Regions from separate parts of the Mus musculus genome. Here region 2 is linked to region 1. A link is a contact called in public HiChIP or PLAC-seq data. All regions are on one chromosome and are shown on one strand. Each heading gives the region's core, a stretch centred on a gene start, on an enhancer-like site or on the middle of the called end of the contact. The rest is flanking DNA. Distances are from core to core; before and after follow the strand shown.

Region 1 (3,455 bases), core at 685-3,184:
TGTCTCTCTGCTCACCCTGTGACTGCCATCTTGGGCTCTCTGTTGACCAACCCCTGAAGCTTTATTTAAGCTTCTCTTGAACGAATGGTATTCCTGTGTCTGCTTCTCTGCTAACTTTTCATAGTCTGTACCTACACTTTAGTGAGGCCACATTCTCTCGGCTCATGAACATATTAGAGGCTTTTTGTTTGTTTGAAATAAGCATAATTGAAAGTGTAGCTGATCTAGCCTTCTATAAGATAGGTTGGATGAGACAGAATTTGAAGTCAGAAATTATTTACCCCTGGAATTTTGAAGGCTGCTCCATTATTAGCATACTTAACATTATTGTTGAGACACAGAACAGCCTGGTTTGTGGTTGTTTTTAGTCTCTTGCCTCTTTTTTCTTTTCCTCCTTGGAAACAGCTGAAATAGTCTTCTTGTTCAATATCTAGAATTTCCCAGGGGCAGCCTGTTAAAGGACTGTTCTAGTCCACGTTTATGTGGGATTTCCTTTAGCTGTGAGCAAGGACCTCATCCCTCCATGCTCTTCTCTGTGACTTTTGAAATTGTTTGAATGTTATCTCACCTAGATTTTCCTTTAAATCCTATCTCTTCTCCCCTTTGTCTGCCATAGTCCTTTCTTAATAGCATTTCATTAGAATTTCACTTGGATAATTCTGATCATTGTTCAGGGTGGAGTCTTGGTGGCCCAGGCTGACCTGAATGCATAGAGGGGACCGGCTATCCTCCTCACCCCCAGAGTCCCTGTGTCTGCAGAGATGCCCACCACTCCCCAGCAGAGGCCATTGATGGTTTGCTTTGTATTTCCTCTCCTTGGCCTATCTATTTCTCCACCAGGCTCTTTCTTGTTTGTTCGGGTTCTTTTGTTAGGGAACCTAGGCCCTGCAGGTAACCAAGTCCTAAGCAGATAGGTATGCAAGCCAGACAAGGACAAGCCCAGCCCCAGCACACCCCCTACACACACACACACACACACACACACACACACGCACACGCACACGCACACGCACACGCACACGCACGGTGGGGTGCAGGCTGGAGGGAAGGGGGGTCAGTCTCACTGCCATCACCTTTTCTGGGTCACACATTAACTAAGCCCCCACCTCCTATCGAGAGTGACTCCTGCCGTGTGGCGTGAATGGCAATGTGCCCAGTCCCTTACTTCTGTCGCAGACCATAGGTCACACATCATACATTGACTAAGCCTGCTTCCTTGTGATACAAGACCACCCCTCTTCTCAGAAACCCTTACAAAGTAGACTCCTTGCTTCTCCCAGGGCTAATACTTTCCTTCAAACTCTTTACCATACTGTCTGTTGCCCTGCATTTAAAAAAGTCTCTTGTCTCAGGGATTTGGCTCAACATCCCCTCTCCTCCCTTGCCTCCTCCCTCCCACTAGTAACACCTAATGGCCTTCCTACCAGAGCTCTTCTCTCAGGTTGTTCAGCGAGCTTTGGTTTTCCTTACATCATCCATTCATATTCATATTCTCTCTCTCTCTCTCTCTCTCTCTCTCTCTCTCTCTCTGTCGTGTGTGTGTGTGTGTGTGTGTGTGTGTGTGTGTGTGTGTGTGTATTCTAGACCAGGCTACCCTCAAATTCCTTATGTAGCCAAGGTTAGCCCTGAATTCCTGATTCTCCTACCTCTACTCCCATTTTCTGTTTATATGGCTGGGTGTGTGGGGCTCCTGCAGGCGACAGTGCACTTGGGATCTTTATGCCATGTCCCTGTCATTCTTCTTGGGTCAGAAGAATTCCCCGGAGAGAATGAATACTTTCACTTGCCTGTCTGGATGCCTCAATTCTTTAAGCCGAGAGATGAAAGAAAGCATCTAGTCTGCAAACGTTCCCTCAGTACTGGTTAATCTGACTCATTCCTCTCCTGCCTGCTGTTCCTCAGGCTCGACACCTCTACTCAGCAGGGGAGGCTCTGTCACCCGGGGCCATTAAGACACCAGATCTTAGAGATACAGCTCCTTTCTTCTCCTGGGACAGAGTCCTGTTACACAACTCTAGCTGGCTTCAGCGAACAGCTCCTTTTCCCAACCTCCATCCGCAGCGGTCAGGCTGGTGCTGCCTTCAGGGCTCTTCTGGACTGAGCTCCTCCAGAAGCCATTCTTCCCTTTGCTCCCACCAGTCGCCTGGGGGCACTGACAACGGACACCCCCTTCTCCTGCCCTGCAGGTGAAGCTTGAGACTTTACACCATAGAGTGAATGCTGACTGTGGACAGCGTGAGGCTGAGCTGAAGAGACTGCAGGAATCCTTTGACCCCCTCCCTGCCACCACCAGGGCTTGGACAAGCACAGATCTTCCTAGGTTGTAAGTTGTCCTTCCCATCAGTTGATGGGGAGGGTGAGTCCCTGTAGCCTGACTTCTATAACAGTGGGCTTTACGTTGTTCCACCTTCAGGCTTGGGCTGCTTGCCTTCCAACTCCTGGTGCCTTAGACTGACAAAATTCCACGGCAGGAAAACAGCATTGGAACCTACTTGCCTCACAAAGTCCCTTCACTCACTGTCACCACACCAAGGCCCCTAGAATTCTTGCCATCTAAGCAATGTAATAAAAAAGGACATATTTCTTTGAATTTTTTAATCCAGCATTTAGCAGTTTCAACTGAAAGGACAGCTCAGAGTGTGTGGACGAACACGAGGAGGGGACGCCTCTGCCCCTCCTCTGTTCCTCTGCTCTCACACACCACAGAGCTCCCAGAGACTCTCTTCAAAGTTCCCACCATGAGGACAGGAGGCGAGGTGGGCGAGGGCTAGTGGATCCAGTCAGGGTAGCTGGGCTTTCAGTGATTTCAAGGATCTGCTGAGTTGAAGTTACCTGAGCCCGACATGGTGACCCATGGTGAGGCAGTAGGCCAATCAACCCCTGTTAGCAGGAGGCCAGCCTGGTCTATATAGGGAGTTCCGGGTGGGTCAGCCAGGGTTACATAGTAACACCCCACCTCTAAATTAATTAATTAAGTAGGAAAGTAAGTAAGTAAGTAAGTGTCGGTGAGCCAGGACTCCAGAAGGAGATGAGTCAGAGAGGAAGCTGTTTGTGTGGGTCCTAGGTGGAGCCAACTGTGTCATTCAAAGTCACACCTAATGAGTGACAGAAGTTCAGGACAGTCACACTTCCTGTTCTCAGATGCACAGTTACTCATGAAATCAGGGAGCCTGATAAAGAGTAAATACTGAGCCAGCAAGAGGGAGCAGCGAGTAAAGGCACCTGCAGCCATTCCTGACGATCCAACTCTGATCCCGGGGACCCAGCTGGTGGGAGGAGAGAACCGGTTCCTGTAAACTGTCCTCTGACCTCCACATAGACACACACAACTCAAAATAACGTTCTTTTTCAAAGGAGGTGGGGCTGGGCTGGAGAGATGGCTCAGCGGTTAAGAGCACTGGCTGCTCTTCCAGAGGTCCTGAGTTCAATTCCTAGCAACCACATGGTGGTTCACA
Region 2 (3,455 bases), core at 316-2,815, 730 kb after region 1:
TGGTCCAGAAGAACACCTTGGTAGGAGTGTTGCACAAGGTATGCTTTTGCCTGGAGTGTCCTTATTTCACTCATTGCTGACCTCCTGGACACTCAGGTTTGGTAGCTCCCACAGGGTGTCTAGTGTACATTCCCACAGCCTCAGGGAAACCTGTAATCCAACTCCTTCTCCCTCCCACCCCCCACTTCTGGCTTTTAGGCTCACATGACTCAGTTAAATAGAGATCCTGGCCAGGCCAAGCCATTGCAGCCCAGTGGGGTTATCTAGAGTTTATCTAGATATATCTTCTAAGAGACCATGTAAGTTACACACTGAGGTACCAGTTTGGAACTAGAAAGGTAGATAGACACAGAATACTCAGCAGTAGCATAAAAGATGGGCAGAGTAGAGAGAAAAAGGACAGAGTCACTCTTGACCTCTTGGCTCTATCTGATCAGATCAAACAGGATCAAACAGGAGAATCACCCAAGCCTGGGGCAGAGCAAGGTTGGGGTGGAGAAGACGGGGTGAGAACGGGTGGGGCGGAAATGAGAATGAACTGAAAAGCAGCAAAGGCGCCCAGACTTGATTAGTGAACCTATCTGTAATGTGCCCTGACTTGTGATGGGTCCCTTGCAGGTCTCTGCTCACTGGAGGGCCACTGATAATTCTGGCCTAAGGGTATTAACGTTCTTTACAGATGCTTAGGGACAGTAGTGTCCAGAACAATACTTTTTATAAGTCGCTGGGCCCCAGTTACCAGTACATGATGTACATACGCCATTGTCATGGCTCAGATTCTATTTAGATTGACACAATTTGTATACCGGGACTAAAACAGTTAAATGTCATGAGCTGCCTGGAGTCAGAACCCCGTCCTTTTAGAAAACCCCCACTTTATTATTCATTTCTTTGTATATTATTTTTAAGATATGATCTTGCTATGTAGCCCAGGATGGGCTTGGGAATTCTCTGTCTCATTCTCCCGAGTCCTGGGCTCACAGGCATGCACCTCCTCACAAGGTCTTTTTGACTGGCTTGTTTGGCTGGCTGGTTGGTTGGTCTTTCAAGGCCAGGTCTCTCTGTGTAGCCCTGGCTGTCCTGGAACTTGCTCTAAAGACCAGGCTGGCCTCAAACTCACAGAGATCAGCCTGCCTTTACCTCTGGAATGCTGGAATTAAAAGCATGCACCACCACATTCGGCTTGTTTGCTTGTTTTTAATTCACTTAGTGTTTTCAGATAAAATATCTTGTTGTGTTGCTTCTCATGGCCCTAAACTCTGGACTTAACCGGTTCTCCCACCTTAACTGCCAGAATAGCCGAGGTAACAGGTGTGCACTTCTGGGTGTGGGTTTTCCGTATTATTTTTCTTGGGAGGCTGAACTCGTCCATCTGCAGACGCTGAAAACACTAGGTGTTTGCTTTTCTGGGGCTCGGTCAAGCGAGGAAGAAGAAGGAATGCAGGACCAAGGATGCAGAGGCCACGACCATGACTTTGAATTTGAATTTGGGAGCTCCTGTGTCAAGAAGCAGAGAACATTTCTGAAGAGTGGCAAAGGTTGCCAGACCCGATGCTTGCAGAAGGCTGCCAGCAGCGACACCTAGTGGCCTAGTGGTGGCTTGAGCAACTCACTTAGGCTTGTGGCAATCCTGTCCTGTTACACTCACTTCTGCAGCCTTCTTTGTGAATTTGTGAATTTCACACTGTCATGTAACCAGCCATTTCCCCCCTTAACTGTGCTAGAGTTTAAGAAGACTTATTTACATGTGTGTGTGCGAGTGAGTGCCTGTGTGAGTTTATGGACACGGCACACATGCAGGTGCCTGGGGAGGCCAGAAGAGGGCGTCTGTTCCCCTGGAATTAGAGTTTCAGTTGTGAGCTGCCTGATGTGGGTTCTGGGAACCTGAGCCCTCTGCAAGGACCCTGAGCATCTCTCCATCTCTGCTCGTGGATTTTTAACAGTCTGACACAGAATGTAAACTCTAACACTGACCATGGCCGAAGAACTGAAACCAAAATATTTCAAATAAGTAAAATTGGGGCAGAGACTGCTCTCATGAGGAATTCAGGGCACACACGGCTCCTGCAAACAGAACTCAGCATGGTAACAGGGATGGGGAGTCGGCGGAGCAGGTGACAGAGGGAACGGATGGCGACTGGATTGGAAGAGGCCATGGTGACAGATTTGGAAGAGGAACTGAAAGGGTGTTCATGTGGGGTAGGACTCTCAACATAGGCTTTGATCAATTCAATCAACAACACCCCCCAACTCACACTCACACCCACACACACCTACACACACTCACACCCCCACACACACACGTACACACACGTACACATACACATGCATGCATACACACATTCTCTCTCTGTCTCTTGAGGGGGTTCAGTGTGGCTTTCTTTCTCTCTGTTCTCCTCCTCCTCCTCCTCTTCCTCCTTCTGTTGTTTGTTGTTTGTTTTGAAACAGGGTTTCTCTGTGTAGCCCTGGCTGTCTTGGAACTCACTCTGTAGTCCAGGCTGTCCTCAGACTCACGGAGTTCCACTTGTTTCTGCCTCCCAAGTGCTGGGATTAAAGGCGTGTACTACTATGCACCACTCTCGATGTGGCTTTCTGACCAGCCAGTTCATGAGGTCATCAAGCAGACTTGCTCCCGTGCACAGTGGGCCTCACAACCTTCCAGCATCATTACCTGTCTCAGCAGCGTTCCTCTGGCCCTGAGCCTCAAACCTGGGCCAATATGTCCTTACCTCCTTCTCAGGTCCTGTTCTTTTGTGGGCTGTGCATCTGAACTCTGACCTCCTGTGACCTGGTCACTGGGTGAGCTGTGGAGGTGGGGGAGGGTGGGGTTGGAGGCGCATCTGCTAAGTTTTGGAAGCCCAAGATTAACCAAGCCGATACTGGAAAGACTCTTGCTTTTGAGTTCCTCAAACAGCCATGTTTCTTATGGATGACATGCATCCTTTGCTCTTCCGATCCTAGCCACCTCTGCAGATAGCTCCCCTGATACAAGTGCCCAGGGCAAGGGGGAGCACAAGGCTTCACAGAGGTTGCCCACAGAAGGCCTTATTCACAGGGCTCCTTCCTATAAAAGCCACGAGATTTCACTAATGTAGCCATGCTCCTAGATCCTGTGTCCCAGAAATAAACACTGTCTCTGTGGTTCTCAGTCTTCCCCATGGCTTCCCTAAAGCCCTTATCCATCTCCTCATCTACCTGTGTCTTCTCCACACGGGCAGGCATGCCAAGCATCATGCCCTGATGCTTTAGACTCTCCGTCTGCTCACTCAGACATTCTTCCTCAGGTACGTGTCTCCTTCAGCAACTCACCACTCACCTTTACCATCCTTGGATATGAAAGCCCCAGAGATTAAAATTTTGGGGGTCCAATCTCCAAGGCCTCGTGGTGTAAGAACAACATAACACAGGGGAATGGGGAGCCCAAGGCAAAAGCAGACAATTTCCTGGCAAGCATT

The links. HiChIP or PLAC-seq counts read pairs in DNA pulled down with a chosen protein or histone mark.
Region 2: a contact with region 1 is called in a FOXA1 HiChIP or PLAC-seq map of pancreatic cancer cells. The contact joins two enhancer-like sites. A contact is called at or near these places in 1 of 39 promoter capture datasets (neutrophils), 1 of 115 datasets of contacts at active chromatin or transcription factors (pancreatic cancer cells) and 1 of 9 other capture datasets (liver).

What each region holds. Positions count from the first base shown.
Region 1 is chr11:69,469,752-69,473,206 of GRCm38.p6, forward strand. The region is part of intron 39 of Dnah2 (dynein, axonemal, heavy chain 2); the gene reads right to left. Among named protein-coding and RNA genes, the nearest start is that of Kdm6b, 55 kb to the left of the region's middle. Within about 2 kb of position 1,935, at least 74 of the 459 cell types and tissues checked have an H3K27ac peak or open chromatin away from gene starts, as enhancers often do. A contact at or near this core is called in pancreatic cancer cells, where this site is marked.
Region 2 is chr11:70,200,211-70,203,665 of GRCm38.p6, forward strand. No RefSeq gene overlaps it. Among named protein-coding and RNA genes, the nearest start is that of Slc16a11, 12 kb to the right of the region's middle. Within about 2 kb of position 1,566, at least 32 of the 459 cell types and tissues checked have an H3K27ac peak or open chromatin away from gene starts, as enhancers often do. A contact at or near this core is called in pancreatic cancer cells, where this site is marked.